6 separate regions of the Mus musculus genome follow, and regions 1, 2, 4, 5 and 6 are each linked to region 3. A link is a contact called in public Hi-C and promoter capture Hi-C data. All regions are on one chromosome and are shown on one strand. Each heading gives the region's core, a stretch centred on a gene start, on an enhancer-like site or on the middle of the called end of the contact. The rest is flanking DNA. Distances are from core to core; before and after follow the strand shown. Region 1 overlaps Itpr1 (inositol 1,4,5-trisphosphate receptor 1). Region 2 has its middle 37 kb from the start of Setmar. Region 3 holds the start of Edem1 (ER degradation enhancer, mannosidase alpha-like 1). Region 4 overlaps Sumf1 (sulfatase modifying factor 1). Region 5 overlaps Sumf1 (sulfatase modifying factor 1). Region 6 holds the start of Sumf1 (sulfatase modifying factor 1).

What was found. Promoter capture Hi-C pulls out the DNA fragments that hold promoters and counts their contacts. Hi-C and Micro-C count contacts between places; a contact is called where the count stands out from the background.
Region 1: a promoter capture Hi-C map of hematopoietic stem and progenitor cells shows a contact between it and region 3. The contact joins the enhancer-like site here to the promoter of Edem1 in region 3. A contact is called at or near these places in 3 of 39 promoter capture datasets (hematopoietic stem and progenitor cells, liver and neutrophils), 1 of 484 Hi-C or Micro-C datasets (granulocyte-monocyte progenitors), 3 of 115 datasets of contacts at active chromatin or transcription factors (bone marrow-derived macrophages, effector CD8 T cells and memory CD8 T cells) and 1 of 9 other capture datasets (liver).
Region 2: a promoter capture Hi-C map of liver shows a contact between it and region 3, with 2.8 times the contacts expected there. The contact joins the enhancer-like site here to the promoter of Edem1 in region 3. A contact is called at or near these places in 5 of 39 promoter capture datasets (3T3-L1-derived adipocytes, hematopoietic stem and progenitor cells, liver and 1 more), 3 of 115 datasets of contacts at active chromatin or transcription factors (acute myeloid leukemia, double positive thymocytes and large pre-B cells) and 2 of 9 other capture datasets (adipose tissue and liver).
Region 4: a contact with region 3 is called in a Hi-C map of regulatory T cells, with 2.2 times the contacts expected there. The contact joins the enhancer-like site here to the promoter of Edem1 in region 3. A contact is called at or near these places in 2 of 39 promoter capture datasets (the C10 cell line and pre-B cells), 3 of 484 Hi-C or Micro-C datasets (CD4 T cells and regulatory T cells) and 3 of 115 datasets of contacts at active chromatin or transcription factors (memory CD8 T cells, pro-B cells and thymic regulatory T cells).
Region 5: a promoter capture Hi-C map of liver shows a contact between it and region 3. The contact joins the enhancer-like site here to the promoter of Edem1 in region 3. A contact is called at or near these places in 4 of 39 promoter capture datasets (the C10 cell line, liver and pre-B cells) and 2 of 115 datasets of contacts at active chromatin or transcription factors (bone marrow-derived dendritic cells and thymic regulatory T cells).
Region 6: a contact with region 3 is called in a promoter capture Hi-C map of pre-B cells. The contact joins the promoter of Sumf1 here to the promoter of Edem1 in region 3. A contact is called at or near these places in 7 of 39 promoter capture datasets (the C10 cell line, the HPC-7 cell line, hematopoietic stem and progenitor cells and 3 more), 4 of 484 Hi-C or Micro-C datasets (B cells, CD4 T cells, pre-B cells and 1 more), 3 of 115 datasets of contacts at active chromatin or transcription factors (bone marrow-derived macrophages, memory CD8 T cells and pro-B cells) and 2 of 9 other capture datasets (liver and macrophages).

What each region holds. Positions count from the first base shown.
Region 1 is chr6:108,304,335-108,307,831 of GRCm38.p6, forward strand. All of the region lies in intron 4 of Itpr1 (inositol 1,4,5-trisphosphate receptor 1), which reads left to right. Among named protein-coding and RNA genes, the nearest start is that of Itpr1, 93 kb to the left of the region's middle. Within about 2 kb of position 2,172, at least 214 of the 459 cell types and tissues checked have an H3K27ac peak or open chromatin away from gene starts, as enhancers often do. A contact at or near this core is called in bone marrow-derived macrophages, effector CD8 T cells, granulocyte-monocyte progenitors and 4 more, where this site is marked.
Region 2 is chr6:108,100,555-108,103,828 of GRCm38.p6, forward strand. No RefSeq gene overlaps it. Among named protein-coding and RNA genes, the nearest start is that of Setmar, 37 kb to the left of the region's middle. Within about 2 kb of position 1,822, at least 7 of the 459 cell types and tissues checked have an H3K27ac peak or open chromatin away from gene starts, as enhancers often do. A contact at or near this core is called in liver, where this site is marked.
Region 3 is chr6:108,827,276-108,830,392 of GRCm38.p6, forward strand. Edem1 (ER degradation enhancer, mannosidase alpha-like 1) reads left to right here and starts at 1,366. Exons shown (of 12, transcript NM_138677.2): 1 at 1,366-1,958. The coding sequence starts at 1,465. Gm35417 (a long non-coding RNA gene) reads right to left here and starts at 1,001. Exons shown (of 2, transcript XR_377956.4): 1 at 942-1,001.
Region 4 is chr6:108,163,264-108,166,733 of GRCm38.p6, forward strand. All of the region lies in intron 3 of Sumf1 (sulfatase modifying factor 1), which reads right to left. Among named protein-coding and RNA genes, the nearest start is that of Sumf1, 21 kb to the right of the region's middle. Within about 2 kb of position 1,823, at least 43 of the 459 cell types and tissues checked have an H3K27ac peak or open chromatin away from gene starts, as enhancers often do. A contact at or near this core is called in memory CD8 T cells, pro-B cells, regulatory T cells and 1 more, where this site is marked.
Region 5 is chr6:108,144,734-108,147,781 of GRCm38.p6, forward strand. The region is part of intron 6 of Sumf1 (sulfatase modifying factor 1); the gene reads right to left. Among named protein-coding and RNA genes, the nearest start is that of Sumf1, 39 kb to the right of the region's middle. Within about 2 kb of position 1,633, at least 43 of the 459 cell types and tissues checked have an H3K27ac peak or open chromatin away from gene starts, as enhancers often do. A contact at or near this core is called in liver, where this site is marked.
Region 6 is chr6:108,183,766-108,187,067 of GRCm38.p6, forward strand. Sumf1 (sulfatase modifying factor 1) reads right to left here and starts at 1,818. Exons shown (of 9, transcript NM_145937.3): 1 at 1,528-1,818. The coding sequence starts at 1,791.

The DNA of each region.
Region 1 (3,497 bases), core at 922-3,421, 520 kb before region 3:
TAGGATTCATAGCTCCTGGCACCAGGGCTCTCGGCTCCTAGACAAGCGTGGTGTATGCCGTTTCTTGTGTTCAGATTGCTTGCCATGTTCTACATAAGTCTCTTTTAGAAAGATGGGAGATGATAGTGGTAATCTATATTGGGATCATCTCAATTCAGTATTAAATAAGTCTGGGACAACAAGTAACGCCCACCCCATTACAAGCTTTATATGAAGCAAACATCTATTTTTGCTTTGTGCAGACTCCACTGTATGAAGTGCTAAAAATAAGCCAATGCTCAGAAATCATTTGCGATGCAAAAATGACTGTGGTGGTGGTGGTGGTGGTGGGGGGAACCATGTTGTTTTCTGTCCTGGATATAAGTTAATCTTACAGGTCAGAAATCGTGCCCTAGAACTGTATCTGCTAGGTCATTGCAAGGCTTTGCTGGGTTGGAGGGACCTACACTGCTCCCTGTGGACTAGAAATGCCATCTCGTCAACAGAAGCTGCTATCAGATTCTCTTTCCGCTATTTTTTATTATCTAAAAGAAATCTACTTGAGTCTTGGGTTTTAAAGGTTTTATTTTTGTTATTGTTGTTCCCCCTTTTTGAAAAGTAGGATAGGAGCTAGATGTTTATAAGTAGAGCACAGGTTAGAGTCACTGAACATCAGGATCATAGGAGCTTTTAAAGGGCTCTGTTCATTTCCTAATTCTGACAGTGTCCCTTAAACTTATGCTCTATGCCAGGCCTCAAAAGATCCAATCCTGGCCTTAATGCATTGACAAATACTGAGCTGTCAAGTCAGATCAAGTGTGCTCCATGCAGTCACACAACTAACCTTAGATATCAATCTCCGAACCTAGAGATTGGACACCTCTTTGCTTTTGTCAAGTACCCCTTCCATCCCCGTAATGAGCTTTCTGATGTAGCAACGTTGGAACGCGCCAGAGAAGTAGCTGGGTAGTTTACAGCCTGAGGGCTGGGTTTCCGCTGAGAGTGAGACACCTCCTACCTCCCTCAGTGTGTCCAGGGTGAGCCAGCTGACCCAGTTTTGAGTCTATTTAGGAGATAGATGGCCACTTTCTCCTCTCCCACCAGCCTGTATATCTTGCTGCTTCTGCCTTCGGTCAGGGTCAAGATGCAGATAGCCTTGAGCATCTTCCTACACTGCTGAGGTTGGCAAGATTCTTTCCAGACTCCCGAAACATAACTAATGCCGGAGAATGAGTGAGAGAGGGCATTGCACAGAAAGGAAGTGGATAGGCCGGACTCTGGTCCTGGAAGGCAGACACTGTTAACTAGGTGACAGACTGTTTTCTGAGCACTTAACCCTTTACAAACCTCTCTTCCCGACTGATGGTTTGTTAATGGTTTGTTACAGTTTCCAGTGAGCCGCTTTGCTTTTAGAAATCTACATGGCTCAAGGAGAGGAAAAGCAGGGCTAGGTTTTTCTGGAAAAATCTATGGAATGTGCTCTCTTCCCATCTGTCTGGGTGCTTCTGTCTTCTCTTGTCATATGCCCACACTCTGGCTTGGTGACATTTCTAAAAACCCACAGGAGACAGTGGCAGAATCTAAGCTTGAACCCTGTATTAGAGAGTTTTGTTTTCCTCCCCCACAGCCAACCTTTATTATAACAATAGCAATCATCCCCTCTGCTATTTATTGTAAATTTTCTCAGCATATAAAGGACTCTTGGCATAAGGGAGGAGGAAAATATAGTTTAAAGAACCGAGTTGTTTCTTCTATAAGGAGAGTTCCTAAAACATGAACTTTGGACTTAGTTTGGAAGAAAAAAGAAAAAAACAGTGAAATAAACACTTAGATGAAATCAGCCTTGTAAATGTTTTTATTTGAAAGATGGAAATTGATTGTGTAGGTTCATATGTAACACCGAGGTCCTATAGAAGCTGTAGACTATGAGTCTGTACTTGGGGATTTGAAAAAAAGCAGTTACTTTTGAATTCTAGTGCCAGACTCTGCCCGTTTGCACAGTTTCACAGGGTCTGTGCACAGCAGCGCACAGTGTCTGAAGGTTCCCAGGCCAAGCCTGTTCCCCGGCTGGAAACAGCGCACCCCGGCTTCTCCTTTGGCTCCCTCCGTGTTTTCGCTTTTGTAGCTCTTAGCATTTTCTCTTCCTGTCCACAATCCAGACAGTCCAGGCTCGAGTTGGGGTGTGTGTCCCTGTCCCTTATCCGGCTGCTCCGAGGAAGAGCCTCCCTGGCCTTTTGCTTTCATTTGCCTTATATGGTCAGCTGTGGAGTTCGTTATTCCTGGAAAGGGCCTTTTCACTGTTTCAAGCACTATTGCCCTCCACCATCTCCTGAGGAGAACTAGAGCTTGCTGGAAGCTTGGGGTTCCTGGTTCTAATGGGGATCCTAATGGATTCTCACTGGTTCCAGGGCAGGTGATGTTTGGACCTCAGGCTAATGAGATGTTTAACAATAGGTGTATAGTTAAGAATAAACTTCCTTTTGAAACCAGGGACTCCAGAGTGTTCCGGTGTTTTGTTTGTTTGGTTTCTGTTGTTGTTTGTTTGTTTGGTTTCTGTTGTTTGTTTGTTTGTTTTTCCTTTCTTCCGAGCCCCAAGTGGGCTGGTCCTTCTCATTTCCCAGGATCCTGCTGCCTAGATTGCCTTTCCCCTCGTTATTCTCTCTGGCTCTGCTTCTTGGAGGGCTTTATCTACCACAGGATAGATGACATTGATTTCAGTCAGATCCATGTCCTCAGTTATCTTCTGAAGTACGGCTTCCGGTGTCATAAAGAAACAGTCATCTTAGTGGTTCCCACTCAGGCGGCTGCCCCTCCCCTTCCTGCTCCTCTTCCTGGTGGGATCTAGCCTCCCGACCTGGGCAAGCCGAGCAGCAGCACTTTAAAAATAATTAGACTGAACACAAGAGTGACAAGAAGGTGTGGTTTATCTTTCAGGCCATGGTTAGTTTGTGCTTTAGCCTAAAAAGGAAGTTTGTAGTGTGTTGAATGCAAGTTAGATGTTTCTGGATGAAAGGTGGAGCTGAAGATGAGGGTGGAGTTAATGGAGTAGTCCTTGCTCCTGGCTCAGACAGGAACATTTCTCTAAAAAACTTTTATTTATTTTTAAAAAGGGAAGTTGAATTTGGTAATGGTTTGAGGCGGCTGCCTAGCTACCCTGAGACCGGTTTTTCCCTCCCATCTTTCATGGCCTGCCTCTCCATGGTGGTGAGGATTGGGCAAGCTTTGAAGTCACTTTCGTTTTCTAGAACTTGTTGGTGAAGCCTACCCCCCACACCCCCTACCCCCGGTCACCCCTCTTTTTTTAAAGCATGCCTACATTTCTCTCTTCCAGCTCTGCCTGTCCAAAATGACTTCCCTCTTTTCCCAAATCCCCAGCAGTTCACTGTCTGGCAAAGGAGTGACATCTGGCAGCTTGCTAGGGTAGAGGGAGAGAGATGTAGAAGGGAAGACTGCACGTGTTCAATACCACAATTACCCTGAGCTCCATGCTGTCAGGATGTATTACCCACCCACCCAAG
Region 2 (3,274 bases), core at 572-3,071, 730 kb before region 3:
CTCAAAAGAAGCTATATACCATGAAGTCTCTTGAAAATTCTATAGTACACTCATGTGATACTAGGAATGAAGAAGGAGGAAGAGGAAGAGGAGGGGACTACTACTACTACTACTACTACTACTAGTAATGTTGAAAATACTGCTGACTCACTGACCCTGATGATGCTGGAGAAGCTCAGAGCCCCAAACCATAACACATGAACTGCTGAGCTAGGAAAGCCCTGTACCCTGTGAGTCCTTTCTCCCAAACCCTAATTGTCCCCTTGAACAACATCTTAACCTTTAAATGTGGGAGCTGATGAAGTTAGAACGGAGATCCTGGACCTGTAATCACAGCAAAAAGGATACATTTAAATCATGAGGCTGAACTAAACCAAACTCAAATCAGCTCAGAGAACAGTTCACCGGCTGGCCAAGATCTCACCAACCAAGATGCTGCCCCTGCTTTCCTGCTCTTTGCTAAATTGCTATGCTCCTAAGTAACTTCTCCTTTAATTGAGATGCTGAGGATCAAACTAAGGGCCTTGGACATGCCCGGTAAGCACTCTGCCAGGGAATTACAAGGCCAGCCCCATAAGAGGCACTTTCATTGGGAGGTAGGTTAAAGAGGATGAGCTTCGGAATTACAGACAACGGCAAAGACCAGATCCAACTTTCCTTTTGTATAGACACTTTGTGCAGCAGACAGACCATTGGGCATAGGAGGGATTTGCCAAGTCAGGGATCTGGAATATAACTTGTTAATTAATAGGCATCTGAGTAACACGTTCATGTAGCCTTAGTCCAGTTTGCTCTTTGTTTATAGATATAACTATAGCTGACCAGTCCTACCTGACTGTACCTATCTCTTTCTTTGCTTTGTCTTTTTTTTTTAAAGATTTATTTATTTATTATATGTAAGTACACTGTAGCTGTCTTCAGGTACTTTTTCTGCTCGCTCTGGCCCCTCTCACTCCTGTCCTGCTCTGGTCCTGCTCAGGCCCAAAGATTCATTCATTCATTATATGTAAGTACATTGTAGCTGTCTTCAGAAACCCAGAAGAGGACATCAGATTTTATTATGGAAGTTTGTGAGCCACCATGTGGTTGCTGGGATTTGAACTCAGGACCTTCAGAAGAGCAGTCAGTGCTCTTAACTACTGAGCCATTGAGAAATGAGGACCTAGAAAACCATGAAGTATACCACGCTAAACACTTGAACTTACCATTCTCTCCTTGGTCCATAATCCCCATAGGTGGGCATTATCACTAAATATATTTTACCTTGAGGAACAACGTTACCTGCCTAATGGTGGCTCAGGGAATTGGACAGGAACAGAGGGACATATCTGCAATGGCCTCCTTCAACATGATGCTGAAGACAATTACTGAAGGAAGAGACTCAAGACGCATTTTCCGGTGTCACTTAAAGAAAAATAAGATTTTATTTGGCAAGTGCATAAAGGAAAAAGACTTGTAGCCTTTGAGAAAGCAAGCAACAGGCATGGACAAAATGCAGGCCAACCTTTATCAGCACATGAGGACAGCCTCACCTCTTTTCCTCTGGCAGCCACTAGCTGGTCTCATTTTTCTCCTAGGCTGATTCTGAGCTTTGAATAGCACTTTAGTGAGGTGCCAAACTGACATGCTAGAAGTCACTCTGATAGCTTCCATTCCCCTCAGCAGATAAAGCACAGAGTTTGTCAAACAGGACCTAGATTCAGGCCAGGACAGCCATTTTATCTCACCTTCAATTATTCTGAAATTCCAAAGACCCAATGAACCAGCCTTCTTGTGATGAAGGCTTTAGGGTCAATGATCATTTGGGGACAGATCAGAATCTGAAGCTGGCCATTTCGATCCCTTGGTGTTAAGCCCTTGAACTTTCAGAACTCAAGTAGGGCAAGTTTCAAAATCTAGCGTTTCTTACTTCATAGCCTACCTAAATATCATCTGTAATGATTTTGCTTAATCAAAAAATTAATTAAATTCTGGCTCTAATGTTCTAAACACAACAGTGGGAAAAAGCAGCTCTGGCTAACTGCCAAGGTTTCATCCCAGGCTCTCGGAGTTAATCATTTCCATGGTGTTTTAAGCATGAGAAACACCAAAGGCCAGATTCTGTGGAACTAAGGTCTGTTCTGGGGGACTTTGTATTACAAGAAGCAAGTTTCAACCAATAAAAATGAAGCCATCGGTCAGAGGAACCTGACATTTGTGGTACCAGCTGGTATTAACCGGAAAACTTAGCGATGATGGCCGAAGGGCCTGAAAACGTCCTGTCAGTGTATCAACTGATCACACAAGTCTGGGAAATCATTCTAGGTGTGATGGGGTGGGGATGGAGGCATGGAGCTTTCCCAGAGACTTCTGAGTAAAATGAGGTCCCTAGGCAAGCTGCTGCCCTTTCTCTCTCACACATACTCCTTGTGTACCACTGCAGGGTCAGTCATTCTTCCCATGTATAGTGCACTGCATAAAGTGAATTTTCCACTGTGTGCACTTTATCCATTTTTCAGACTTACTTGATTTTGTCATGTATAGAGTGCTTTACCTCCCCATGTGTAATGTGTGTAATGTATAGAGTGCTTTACCTTCCTGTGTCTGGATCATGAGAATGTGTAGCGTCCATAGGTACCAGAAGAAGATGTCAGATCCTCTGGAACTGGAGTTCCAGGTGGCTGTGGGCAACCACGTTACGTGCCAGGAACCAACCCCAGATCCTTAGGGCCAGAGGATGTGGAACTGCACTCCATCTTAGGCCACACAACAGGAAGGAAGCGAAGGGATCAGCAGGTACAGATGCTTGCTGCCAACTACCACTACCTGAGTTTGAGCACCAGGACCAGGGCAGAAGACTCCCACACATGACCTCCGTGTGTGTTGTAGCACATAGACACAAAAGCATAAAATGTGGTAAGAAATGTTATTTTAAACGCAAATATCTAGCTCTTCCATAGCATTGGACAATTTAGCCGTTCCAGCCTGATCTCTCAGCCTCTTTAGAACGGGCCTCACTTACATACACACAGCCTGCTCCACCTGTGACATTTTGGGTGTGCTGTTGTTGTTTTGTGTACCTCCCCCACCCCCACTCCCTCCACACTTCCTTTTCCTGATAGCTAGCCTTCAGGTTAGTCCTTTTGTGTTAGGATAACTGTCCGTGGAAAGGAGGAGAGAAAGGTGTACGTATAGCATCATTTCAAAATGGAAAAAAAAAAAATCAATGAAATAAAATACCCTCTATCATGCCTCTTATAAAATTCCTACAGTTTTGGGACAAAAAGGAAGTGAT
Region 3 (3,117 bases), core at 116-2,615:
TGCTGTCATCAGTGGCTGACAGCTGACCAGAGTGCAAGCTACATTTCAGCTAAAATTTGCACAGAAGTAGCTTATGGAGGAAACAAAGCATAGCTTTAATGTCCATTTTCAGTTTGTGTTAGCTTCAGGGAGGCAGAAACTAGTAGTTCCGTGTCAAGGACTGGAATCAGTTGGTCTTATACAAGTTTATCCAGTCCAGTAACTTCTTCCCCCTCCCCCCTTTTTTTTTGTATACTGCTCAGGCCTTTGTATCTCACAAAATAAGCTCTCCCAACCCAAAGAACTTAAATTGTTGCTGGCTGCTCTGTTGTACCCTATCACATTGCAGGGACAATTCTGACCCCAAAATGGAAGGAGAATGGTCCAGGATTTACCTAAGTCCTCCCTGTCATTGCCTTCAGGTTGGTGACAGGCATTACTGATTTCGTTACTTCCCCTATTTTTTTTTTTTTTTTTTACTTTTTTATTTTTATGTTTTGCAAGTTTGATAGACACAGGGTATAATCTTAGGAAAGGCAAAACTTTTACAGGCGCTCCAAGTGTTGAAAGCCACAGCCCTTAAAAAACGAAATCAGTAACCTTAATTATAGGAATTAGCACTTGGATGGGATTAAACCCCCAATCTGCCCTACATTTCCAAGGTCGCCTCTGCCTAGCACTGCGATGAGATGATAGGACTGTCAGGAAAAGATGTTTAAATGGTTCTGATGAAAATGATCTGGTGTTAGTTCCCCCTCCCGCCTTGTTGGGATTGGATGTGATCTTGGAGTATTTTAGAAGTATTATGAATTTTTTTTTTCCAAGTTAAGGCGTTCCAATAACAAAACAAAAAATCTGGACATTTCGTGCGGTCTGGACCAGGGAGTCCCACTCCCACCAAGTTAAAAACCTTTCCTAGATATTCGTAAGTACTTCCTTTGCCTAAAGGCCCTGGCCCTTACCTTTCTCACACCTACTACTCCATACCTGGACGGGCTTTCTCCCATCCATCTTCTGTTCAGGGACACCATTTACCCGGGCTAGGGCGGGTCAGAGGCCATGTCTGTGTCCGGCTCCCGGAGCTCCCGTGCCGCGCTCCTATTGGCTGGAAGTTCTTTCCCCAAAAGCCAGAGCGACCTAGGCTCGCCACGCCAGCTAGACCAGACTCGGAACCGCCCAGGGGGCGTGGCCCAGTGGCAGGGCGGGGCCTTGCAGTCCGGGCGGCCTATAGAGCCGGAGGGAGTCCCCGGCCGCGCCCCTCGAGGCCGGGCCGGTGGAGGCCAATCCCCGGCGGCCGGCGGGCGAACGCGGGGCCAGGCGGGCCGGTCCCGTCCGCGGGGCGGGGGACAATGGACCAGTTCCTGGTGCGTCACGAGGGAGTTCCTTAAAGGGGAAGTGAGCGGGCTCCCGGCGGACGCGCGGGGAGGCGGTCGGCTGGGGACGCGCCCGGCGCTTCAAAATAATGCCCGCGGCGGACGCGCGACCATGCAATGGCGAGCGCTTGTCCTGGGGCTGGTGCTGCTGCGCCTCGGCCTCCACGCGGTGCTCTGGTTGGTCTTCGGGCTGGGGCCCAGCATGGGCTTCTACCAGCGGTTTCCGCTCAGCTTCGGCTTCCAGCGCTTGAGGGACCCCGACGGCTCGGGGCCAGTTGGTCCGCCCGGAGGCCCGGCCTGGCTTCATCGGCCAAGGCGCGGAACGGAGGGGCGGCTTGAGACCCCGCCAGAGCCGGGACCGACGCCGGGACCGGGCGTGTGCGGCCCGGCGCACTGGGGCTATGCCCTGGGCGGCGGTGGCTGCGGCCCGGACGAGTACGAGCGGCGCTACAGCGGCGCCTTCCCGCCGCAGCTGCGTGCCCAGATGCGCGACCTGGCGCGGGGCATGTTCGTCTTCGGCTATGACAACTACATGGCGCACGCCTTTCCGCAGGACGAGCTCAACCCCATCTACTGCCGCGGCCGGGGGCCTGACCGCGGAGACCCGTGAGTAGCCCGCGCGCTGCCTTCCGCCCCTCCGGGTCCCTGAGAACACACCAGGGTCTTTAAGGTCCGCAGTAGTCCGAGGTTCCTCCTCTCCTTACCCCAGTGGACTGCCATCCCCTTGATTCTCCCTGACCCTCCAAACTTCAGGACAGCTGTCCTTGTCATTTTCTGTTGCAAATGGGGAAACTGAGTCCCAGAGACCGGAAGGGACAATCACAGTATCCCTTGCTCCAGATAGACACATATCTAAGTGCTGGTTATATAGGTTTCCTTTGGAAAACTCCGCTTCAAAACGAAGCCTCCCCACTCCTGATCAGAATGCCACACCCAAAGCTTTAATAAGGTTAAGGAGCGGGTTCCTAGAAAGGGGCCATCTAGTGAGTTGGACGCCCGGATTGGGATGAGGCGTTAAGTGTTTCTCCTTTCCAGGGGCCGCAGCCTAGACTGAGGGGAGCTTATTGGCAGGAATGGTAGTTGCCTGGCCCAGATTGGCGATCTGGATACTTGAAGGATGATTTCTTAGGCGCAGAGTTGACTGACACCGTCATTGCTTGGTACCATCGTAAACACCAGTGGGGTGATGGTGCTGTCAGAAGGTCAACTAGTCCTCGCAGCCCACTAGCCACGTATGGGAAGGTGGAGTTCCGGGGTTACTCGAGTGGACTTCAAAGTCCAAGACAGCAGGACACCCAGCCAAGTTCCTCCTCCCTGAAGGGTGTGCGTTGCCACAGACCAAGTCAGGCTGGTTGGTGACTGTCGTGTTTCCCTCTCCTTAGATGGGAGTGGAGTTATTAGGTTGTTTGTTGTCTTGGCATTCTACATGGACACCCTTGGACATCTGGCATGTGCATTTCCCTTTACCTTATGGAAGCCAGGAAGGATTCTTAGTTTCAAAAAGGAAAGCTAAGGGCTGATGAGATGACTCAGCCAGTAAGGGCCCTTGGCACTGTGCTCAGACGGGAGTTTGATTCCCCAGGACCCACATGGAAGAAGGAGAAAGAACCGAAGAGACTCCTGCAGTTGTCCTCTGACCTCTACTCGCACTCCGTGACTCCCCCACACAGCTAGCTAGTACTCTAAAAGTGCAGGAAGAGCTATAAAAAGTGGGTTGGTTATCTGTAGATTTGTGTCTGAATTTGCAGCCCGATGAGCTTTAAGA
Region 4 (3,470 bases), core at 573-3,072, 660 kb before region 3:
GTAATCTACCTTGTTTCTATAAGGGAGTGTATGATATAAAGACCAACATTCCATTGGGGGACTGAGGTTATACTCATTCTTTTCCTTGATCCACGTTGAGCCTTAAAAGACCTAGGCCTTGAAAATAAATGCAAGTGCACTGTACACAGGCTCTGTGCTCGCCCACTTACCTCCTGCACCCCCATCCTATCAGGAGCCTTAGCCAGGTTGGAGGAAAGCAACTGCTATCCTATGACACTGCGCTCTCCCCTTCCAGGGTTATCACAGTTGTCTTCCTGAGCTCATGCCACACACTGACTCCTGAGTCAAGCAAACAACTACTCTTTTCAATCCAGCACAAATGACAGAAGTACTTTATCTTATCCAGTCATCTAGCCCTAGACTTCCCTTTCCAAATAACTCTGGAGCTCTGAACCCGCCTCAACCCGGATCACCAAACCAGCATCTCAAACCAAAGAAGAGCTGTCTTTGCAGCCTGAGAGATAAACAGGTCATACCAGGTCTGAGCTCTGCCCTTCCAAGAACTAAATGTTCTAATCCAACACCTGAATGATAAGCTTTCATTCTGCCAGATACATAATAACCACCTACTGAGTGACCGTCACTGTACTAGAGACACAGGAGTAAATAACACAATGCAAAGTGGGGCAGGAGGGTGTACACTTTTAATCCCAGCATTTGGAAGGCCGAGCCAGGTGCGTCTCTGAGTTTGAAGCCAGCCTGGCCTACAGAGTGAGTTCCAGACAGGCAGAGCTACACAGAGAGAGCCTATCTCAAAACAAAAACAAACAAATAACCCTCTGGTGCATTCGCCCCACCTTCTGGGATGAACCCTAGTAAGGTAAACATTTATGAAATGCCTACAGGAGCCCGCATGACAACAAAGACAAGCAGCACAGAAGATACAAGAAGCCAGAGAACTCCTACCACACAAGGAGCCCTGGAACAAGCGAGAAGGATGGTGTCCACGGACCTCCCAGAGGAAGCTCGCTAATACCTGACCACAGAAATGATGGTGGGTAGTCACAGCAGGTGGTCACAGCAGCCCCTCTACCTGAGCTGCTCCTAAGATCAGTTCCCTCACCAGCAAGGGTCCAATGAATTACTCTTTCACACGCCGACTTTCCAGGACTCTTGTCCCACAAACTCTTGACACTGACCCACCATGGTTCCCTTCCAGCACAGAATCTCAAACCAACCAGAAACCACCTCACCAAAGCAGAGTAACAGGAGGGAGACAGGGCAGGAAGGATCTGAGCAGAGCTACAAAGCTGCTCTAGACACACCTCCTTCTAAAACTCACCAAACGTTCATAGTGAGCAACAGAGATGGCGCCCGTTGTTTTCCCGGTGTTACAACAAAATATGAGCTGCTGGGTAATGTTTAAAGAAAACTAGTTTGGGTTGGGAGTGCAGTTCAGTGTCTACCATATAAAAAGCTCATTCCCTATCATCACAAATGAGGGGAAAAAAAAGAGGATGAGTCCATAGCTAATGATTCCATTCATGGATGTAGTTCTAGAGGCCAGAGGTCAGGTGTCTTCCCCATTCGCTTAATGTCTTTCTTCAGATAGAATTTCTAAGTGGCCTGGAGCTCACCAAGTTAGACAGGCAGGCCAAGCACCAAGAATCCTGCTGCCTGTCTCCCAAGTTCTAAAGTTATAGTCATGAACTACTGAAGCCAGCTTTTTCACATGGGATCTGGGGATCAAATTCACATCTTCATGTTCTCAGACAAGCAGCTTACTGAGTGGGCCGTCTCTCCAGCCCAGGCTTGCCCTTTTATAACAAGGCTTATAAGGTCATCAATCCCGTCGGTAGGCTGTCTCCCCAGTGACCTAATTACCTCCTCATATTGAAAGTGAAAGTGCGTCTCAATAGTCTACTTAAACTCTACCACTTCTCCACATTACCATATTGAAACTAACCTTCTGGTACAACCACATCTAAACATGGGATAATAATGGAGAATAATAGTGTGCCACACACATACACACATGCACACGTGTACACACCCACAACATGCTGTTGCAAAATGAAGTAGTCATAAAATTATAGGCAAAAGTGTTCTCAAAAAATACACATATGTGCCAAAGTCAATAAAGAAGTGGAAATTAAAGGAAAAAATCATTTTATCAATATTACTTTTATTTCAGAAACTCAAGAGACAAAATGAATACAATTTTTAACTTAAGGGAAAAGAAAGACAGGGGTAATTCAAGGAACAAGTAATACACATAGAACGTAGACCTCTGTGATATAGTGTTTGCTTATCATGTATAAGACTCTAGGTTTGACCTCCACCCACAAAAGTTTACAAATTAAAGGCTCCAAGAGGGCAGTAAAGGCACAAAACACACACACACACACACACACAGTAAAAGCAACGAAAAATTTTGGGTGGAGTGTTTTGTGAGTTGATGTCCTTATCCCTTCACTGGAAGCCCTGCCTAGCTACAGAAGGTGGCCACTTAAGGCTCCATGTCCCCCACTACAAGGAGCCTCAGCTAGAGTCACCCTCACAGACTCCCTGGAACTACCCCCATCCCAAGTGTCTAGTACTTCCTAGAGATGGTGCTTCCCCAAGCCGATTTTTATCTAAAGTCCCCAGCCCTGCATTCCACCCCTGCTCTCCCTATATCTCACCCCCACCAGTTCCCCTCCTCTTCCTCTCCCATCCAGTTCCCTTCCTCCCTCCATCCAATGACAATTTATTTCCCATTCTGAGTGAAATTCAAGCATGTTCCCTTGGGCCTTCCTTGTTATTTAGCTTCTTTGAATCTGTGGATTATATCCTAGGTATTCTGTACTTTATGGTTAATATCCACGTATTAGTGAGTACACACCACACATGTCCTTTTGGATCTAGATTACCTCACGCAGGATGATAGTTTCTAGTTCCATCCATTTGTCCACAAACTTCATGATGTCTTTGTTTTAACAGCTGAGTAGTATTCTATTGTGTAAATCAACCACATTTTCTTCTCAATCCCTTCGGGTGAGGGACATCTGGGTTGTTTCAGTTTCTGGCTGTTATAAATAGAGCTGCTATGAACATAGTGGAGTCAGTGTCCTCAGGGTACTGTGGAGCATCTTTTGGGTATTTACCTATGAGGAGTATAGCTGGGTTGTGAGGGAGAACTATTCCCAATTTTCTGAGAAACCACAAAACTGATTTTCAGAGTGGTTGTACAAATTTGCCCTAAAACCTTTGAAACAAAATTTGTCCTGCCTTCAAGAAGTGCAGAGACAAAGATGTTGTAGAGACTGAGGAAATGGCCCTACTTAAAATCCATCCCATGGACAAGAACCAATCCCTGACACGACTAGTGATACTCTGTTATGTTTGCAGACAGGAGCCTAGCATAAATGTCCCCTTAGAAGCTCCACCCAGCAACTGACTGAAACAGATGCAGAGACCCACAGCCCAACATTTGACAAAGCTCAGAAAGTATTATGGAAAAGTTGAGG
Region 5 (3,048 bases), core at 383-2,882, 680 kb before region 3:
TTAATTATTCACTATTAAAATCTATAGTGCTATAAAAAATCTCTCTGGTACATCAACGAATCAAGATCATTTATTTCATAATAGGAATGCCAATTTTCATAACCACCTACCAAACACCAGTCTGGAAAAATAAATATAAAAATCTCGGCCCCCTCTGTTTTGTTTTACTTTAAGCATTCAGAGGGAGTTTATAAACCTAAGAGAGTGTATTAAATGGGCTGGAACTGGTGAGGTTATTTTTAACAGGAAACAATAGTAACTAACACTAACTATAAGTACCAAGGCTTGACTAATATGGGAGAGAGGTGCGTGTAAGAATACGTGCGTGCGTGTGTGTGTGTGTGTGTGTGTGTGTGTGTGTGTGTGTGCATGTATGTATGAGTATGTGGGGGTATACAGACAAACAGTATTTAGGCTTCAAGATCATTAACAGAAATGTCCTCCTAGTATCAACGTCTTGTCACTGGAAAGCAGCTTTTCCAGGCAAATAGTGTCTTTTAGCGCCATAGATTCCACACTAACTCTGCCTCCTCCACAAGCTCCATCCAGTTGACCATTTTCTCTTTAATCTGCAGTCACTGTCATTAAATAAGGAAAATGTCAGCTCATTAACCCATGTGTTTCTAACAGCAGGTCTCCGGAATGCAGCAGTCTGCAGTAAATTATACATCCATCAAGGAATCACGGCCCAATTCAAAGGCAGGTCAGACAGTACAGGATAACACCCACAGGCATGGAAGCAAGGTGCAGTTTATGTAAGACAGAGGGCAGGAGGAGAAAACACACTGAACAATAGTGAATTCAGGTCACTGGCCAGTTTCATGACTTAAAGATTTTCCCCATCAGGATTAGGGGTTTAGCTCAGTGGAAAAGTGTGTAAGGTGAGGTCCGAGGTTTTGTCCCCACAATAGGCAGGGAACAGGGAGATATCGAAAAAAGACAAAGTCAAAATATAAAAGCAAAACAAAACAAAAAAACCTTTGGGGAAAAATTATTTTAGCCTTCTTCTCAATAGACATTTTTTTAAAAAAAATATGTTTGTGATGAAAAAGGCCATTATCTTCGGAGATATTTTTTTCTCTTTTCATAATTCATGCTTTTCCATACTGAAGAAGTAAGACTGTAAGAATGAATAAACTAACATTCATGTCTAAATGGCTTCAGATGGTTTTACATCTACCCATGAATACAGAAGCATCTGTCAGTTGGGCAATTCAGTGCATTTTAATCCAAGTTAGGAAGCCACACTGAAAGGCAGTTCATGGAGATGAGCTGGGAAGTCAAACCCCACCATGCTGCTTCCATAATGAGCGTTCACTATGGAAACAGCCTTGGCTCATTCAGAAATGCCATGTGCGGCCAGTACGGGCAGGGAGGGGCTCCGTGGCAAATGAGTTCAGAAAGAGTTTAATGAAGGAAGCAAAAGGAGAATGCCTGAAACTAAATTCAGCTCTAAAGAGCTGGGCCTGACAGGCACACAGGCAATCCCACCATCTGGGAGGTGGAGGCAGGAGGATCAAGACTAGCCTGGGCTACATGGTGAGTCTGAGGCCAGCTGGGGCCACATCAGACACTCACACTCACTCGTTCTCTTTCAATACAGCTCTACAAAGCAGAATGGGACAGAGAAAGTATGAGGGCAGGAAAGGCCACACAAATTCCAAGGTACAAACTCCAGTGGGAGGATCTACGCATGCCCTGGAATAGGATCTGTGATCCAAATATAAGAAACAAGAGGGAGGGGAGGCCACGGCATAAGCTATAAAACATGTCTGGAACAGAAAGAGCCCCTGGACTAAGTTGGAAGGAAAGAGAAAGAGAAGAAATGAGTAGGCTGCAGGGAGGAAGTGGAAGACACTACGAGGCCAGGGGAATAAGAAACTGAAACACATTCTAGAGAAGGGATCCATCTCCAGGTTTCTAGACGGGACATGGGAGGTACCATGTTAACCTTCCTGGGCTGTTAGTCCTCAACAGGGAAGTAACAGTGCCCATCAAAGGTTCGCCCTCCCCCTTTAAATAAGAGAATATCTGAAGTAGAATCTGGAAGGTAGCACCCTCTTAGTTACTAACGTATTATATGTGAGCAGGGCAGTGTGGGAAATGGAATTCTCACTGTTCAAGGTCACATGAATCACACTAACCAAGCTTCCTCCCAGGAACCTCACATGAAAACAAGTGGACAAGCCAAATCCTTCTTGAAATGCTAAGAGCTGCTAAGCATTAAAACCAAAATGAATTAGTGATGGTGGAACGGTAGAATGGCAAAACATCCCTCCATCTCCCTAGGTTCACAGTGTGCAACACTCAGAGTCTCAGGTGTCCGGTGCTAGCCTGACCTTGTCTTAAAAATGAGAACAACCCAGTAAGTTAGATTCTTGTCCTCGACTTCCGAGAGCACGGTGACAACTGTGGTGGTTTGTATAAGTACGACCCCCACAGATTCATGTGTTTGAATTCCAGGCCATAAGGAATAGCGCTATTAAGAAGTATGGCCTTATTGGAGGAGGTGTGACGATGATGAAGGAAGTATGTCACTGTGTAGGTGGACACTGAGGTCTCCTATAGACAGGCTTCACCCAGTGTGGAACATAGTCTCTTCCCAGCTGCCTTTGGATCAAGATGTAGAATTCTTCACTCCATGGTACCATTTCTGCCTGGATGCTGCCACACTTCCCACCATGATAATAATGGACTGTTAGAAACTGCAATGAAACTGTAAGCCAGCTACAATTAAATTTTATCCTTTATAAGAGCTGCCTTTGTCATAGTGTCTCATCACAGCAATGGAAACCCTAACTAAGACAATATAAAGGACAGTTCAGGTCAATTCGAGGTCATTTTTGTAGGCATCAACTAAACTTAAAGACACCTAACATAGATGTGACCATCTGAAGCCTTCCCCATCCTTGATTAAGTCTACTTTAAGAACGGGTTCCTTCAGAGCTGCTGGTAACTGTAACAGTTTTATCTTGGTAACTGGGGGGCAATGTCTTTAGGTTAAGTTCTGCAGATACCTGCTGGCCTCTTTGTCAAACACTAATGCCA
Region 6 (3,302 bases), core at 568-3,067, 640 kb before region 3:
GCCTGGTGCCCTGGATCCAGCTGTGTCTACAATCATGTGCTGTCTCAATCTTCCCAAGTATAGAGAATCCATAAATCTCTCCCTCTCATTTGAAGCTATCCTGATTCCATTTGCTACTGTATGATTTTTTTGTGCATAAAACTAAAATAAACTCATATAAAATTATTTTGCAGGGCTCTTTTTCCATTGCCTACTTTCTACTGATTGAACTTAACACAAAAGGCTCAGGCAAAAGAAATCTGTATGCCAACAGCTATAATAGCTACACAAAACTTGGTCCAGCCACAGTATACAGACATTCCTCATAGGTGGAATACGATCCAAATTTCCAGCACTAATGTTTGACTCATGAAGCTTCAGTTGCCTCACCTATGACCCAGAAGACGATGGACTGCACAGGATTCTCTGGGTACACAGTAGAAGTATATATTTACAAAGGCTTTCTTTGAAAAGTGCCCGATAACCTTCACCCCCAAAATAGCCTCTCAATAGTGTAGCTACCAATAAATAAATAAACAAACAAACATCACTCAAGAGATATTACAGAATGTCTAAAATAGGTTAGGCACTGGGATGGGAGGAGGGGGGCAAATCCATAGAGAATAAATCAGATCTAAAACTCTTTCCATCATCAAGTAGGTAACAGAAAAACAACACTGCACTGCAGTAAGCAAAATAGACAAGTGGCCACTGGGCAACTGCCCTCCAAAAAATGCTGTGGGGATTTATAGACAAGCATCTTTAGTTGTCGCACTGCTACCTACCACTGAGTCAATCTATGGAAATATTGAAAGGGAGGGAAGACCCACAGGAGATGTTACCCCTCACCAACTCCTGAACTTAAGTGCCAATTAACATAGAGGAAAGAAAAGAGACCTGGGAAACAAGGATAGACTGGATAGGAGTACAAAAGAAAAGTGTTATTCAGAGGGCCTGGGGTGAATTCCCTAAAGCTAGCAAGTAGAATGAAGGTCCATTTCTATATTCACTGTTTTCATCCGTACATACTAACATCTAACACACCTATGCACTACACAAAGACATAAATAAAAGCAATAAAGTACACTCGGCTCCATACTTCTTTGCAGTCGGAGTGCTAAGCACTACAGAATAAATACAAGTCTGCGAGCACAGTGAGTTTAAGGCAGTGTTGGAGACTCAGGCTCCACAGGTACTAAAACTAGAACTTAAACCCGAATCCATCAGACTTTTCCTGGAGCTCTGCAGCAGGAGGGCGGAGTGGAGGAAGGGGGAAGTGGGCAAGAAGAGGTAAGAAAGAATGGACAGCACTCTTCAAGCTAAGCTCTCTTAAGTTTTAGTGATAAACACAGCCACAAACCCCTGCCCATCTCCCAGTGGGGGGGGGGGGGGCAGGGGGGAGGACATCTGTCAAATGAGATCTGTAGCTGAGAGACTTGGGATGTGGTTCGACCCTTTCCAGGAGTTCCGAATCCCCCCTCTTCTGGCCCAGCGAGGCCTCATGCCGTAGCCAACGACACCCACACGCCCCAGGAATGGAAGGCGCACCTTGGTGAGCGCGAGCGGTCGCGGGCCTGAGGTCAGGCCCGGGGCGTTCGCCTCCCGGGAGTAGCGCTGCGCCGCCGCCGAGCTGCCATGGGCCCCGGCCCTCTGGGGCGTTCCGCAGCCGCACGAGCCCGCAAGGGACGCCGCACCTTCCCTGGCCTCGGCCTCATCGCTTCCCGCCACCTCGCACGCCAACACCAGCAGCAAGAAGACTCGCGCCAGTCTGATGCAGCAGCGGAGAGCCGGCTCTCGCGCGGGCGCAGCCATGTTGTTCCCGGAGTCATGTGACCCATGGAGATCACGTGACCTGTGGTGCTTAAAGCAGCGGCTTTGGCTGACATAGGTAATAAATAATAGCCTGAGACTGCTTCCAGGTAGTTAGCCAGAGTTTGCCTGCTAATGTTAAAAGCATGCAAACCACAACAAAGCTCTATGATATTCAAGGCCTTCCGCAGACAATGTGCCCCTCTCTAGTTTCGTGGTTGAAAGCTAGTTGAATTTATTCAGCATTTGCTGAGCACCACTACCTTACTACATAAACACTCATTTTTTTTTTTAAGTACTTAGTTCTCGTGATGCTGCTACATTGTGTTGACAGGACAATTAAGTGGTCTGCTCAAATCACGTATCAAACATGTCAAAACCAAAATCTAACTCCAAGGTATCTAACCAGAAACCCTGAATTTTGAGCTCTATAAGCAATTCAGAAATTGGACTTAGGAAAGTGAGCATAGTGAAAAAGACCAGTGAGTAGAGTTAGGTAAATCTAGACTATGAGATTGTATAAAATAACACTTCGCAAAGTTTGGACTGATAGGTTATTTCTCCACTGGTAAAATAGACCAATAAATGCCAAATTAGAATATATTGAAGATAGGTTTATTGGGAAGCTGCTCTTGAGTGAGTTCACTGGCCCCCAAGGACCAAGGCCAGAAACATCACCAAGGTGGGGGGTGGGGAGAAAGAGAGAAAGGGCACACAGGGCAGAGAGAGAAAGTGAAAGAAAATTAAAATTCAAGGTCCATGACTCATGCGGCTTGCTAGTTAGGAGGGCTTTTTGGGCCTAAGACAAAGAACAAAGGCTGTAAAGTCATCCCAGGAACCAACTAGCCATAAAGATAGGGAAGACATACAAGAATGTCCGGACTGGCCTGGCGCCTCCCTATCTCCAACCCCCACCTATGTTCTTTCAAGAGGAGGAAGAGGAGGAGGAGGAGGTGAAAGGGGAGAGGAAGGGGAGAGAGGGAGAGAGAGAGGGGTAGAGAGAGAGAGAGAGGAACAAATGTCTGGATTATATAGGGAAGAGCAGGCAGCCAGGGGCCTACTTGGGGACAGGGTATGCCCAGTAGGAACCTAAGTATGCTGGATTAACCTGGAGGCCAGGTCTGCTTTGATTGTAAAATATGCACCTCAGTCCCTTGTCCCGGGTCCAAAGCCAAACCTGGACCATAGCAACAGTAAGAGCATCACCTGGTAACTTACTGGAAAGACAACACTTGCTAAGAGAGATGGTTTTAGCCATGGAAGAGGAGTGACTGCTCTTCCAGAGGACCAGAGTTCAATTCCTACCATCCACCAGGCAGCTCACAACTGTAATTCCAAGACCTAACACCTTCACATTGATATACATGCAGGCAAAACACCAGTGCACATAAAATAAAAATAAATAAATAATATTTTAAAATGCAACACTTCATCAGAATCTATTGGAAACTGGACACAGCATAAAAGGGGGCCGGGGCAGGTGTGTGCCAAGGCCAGAGGACAACAGGCATCCT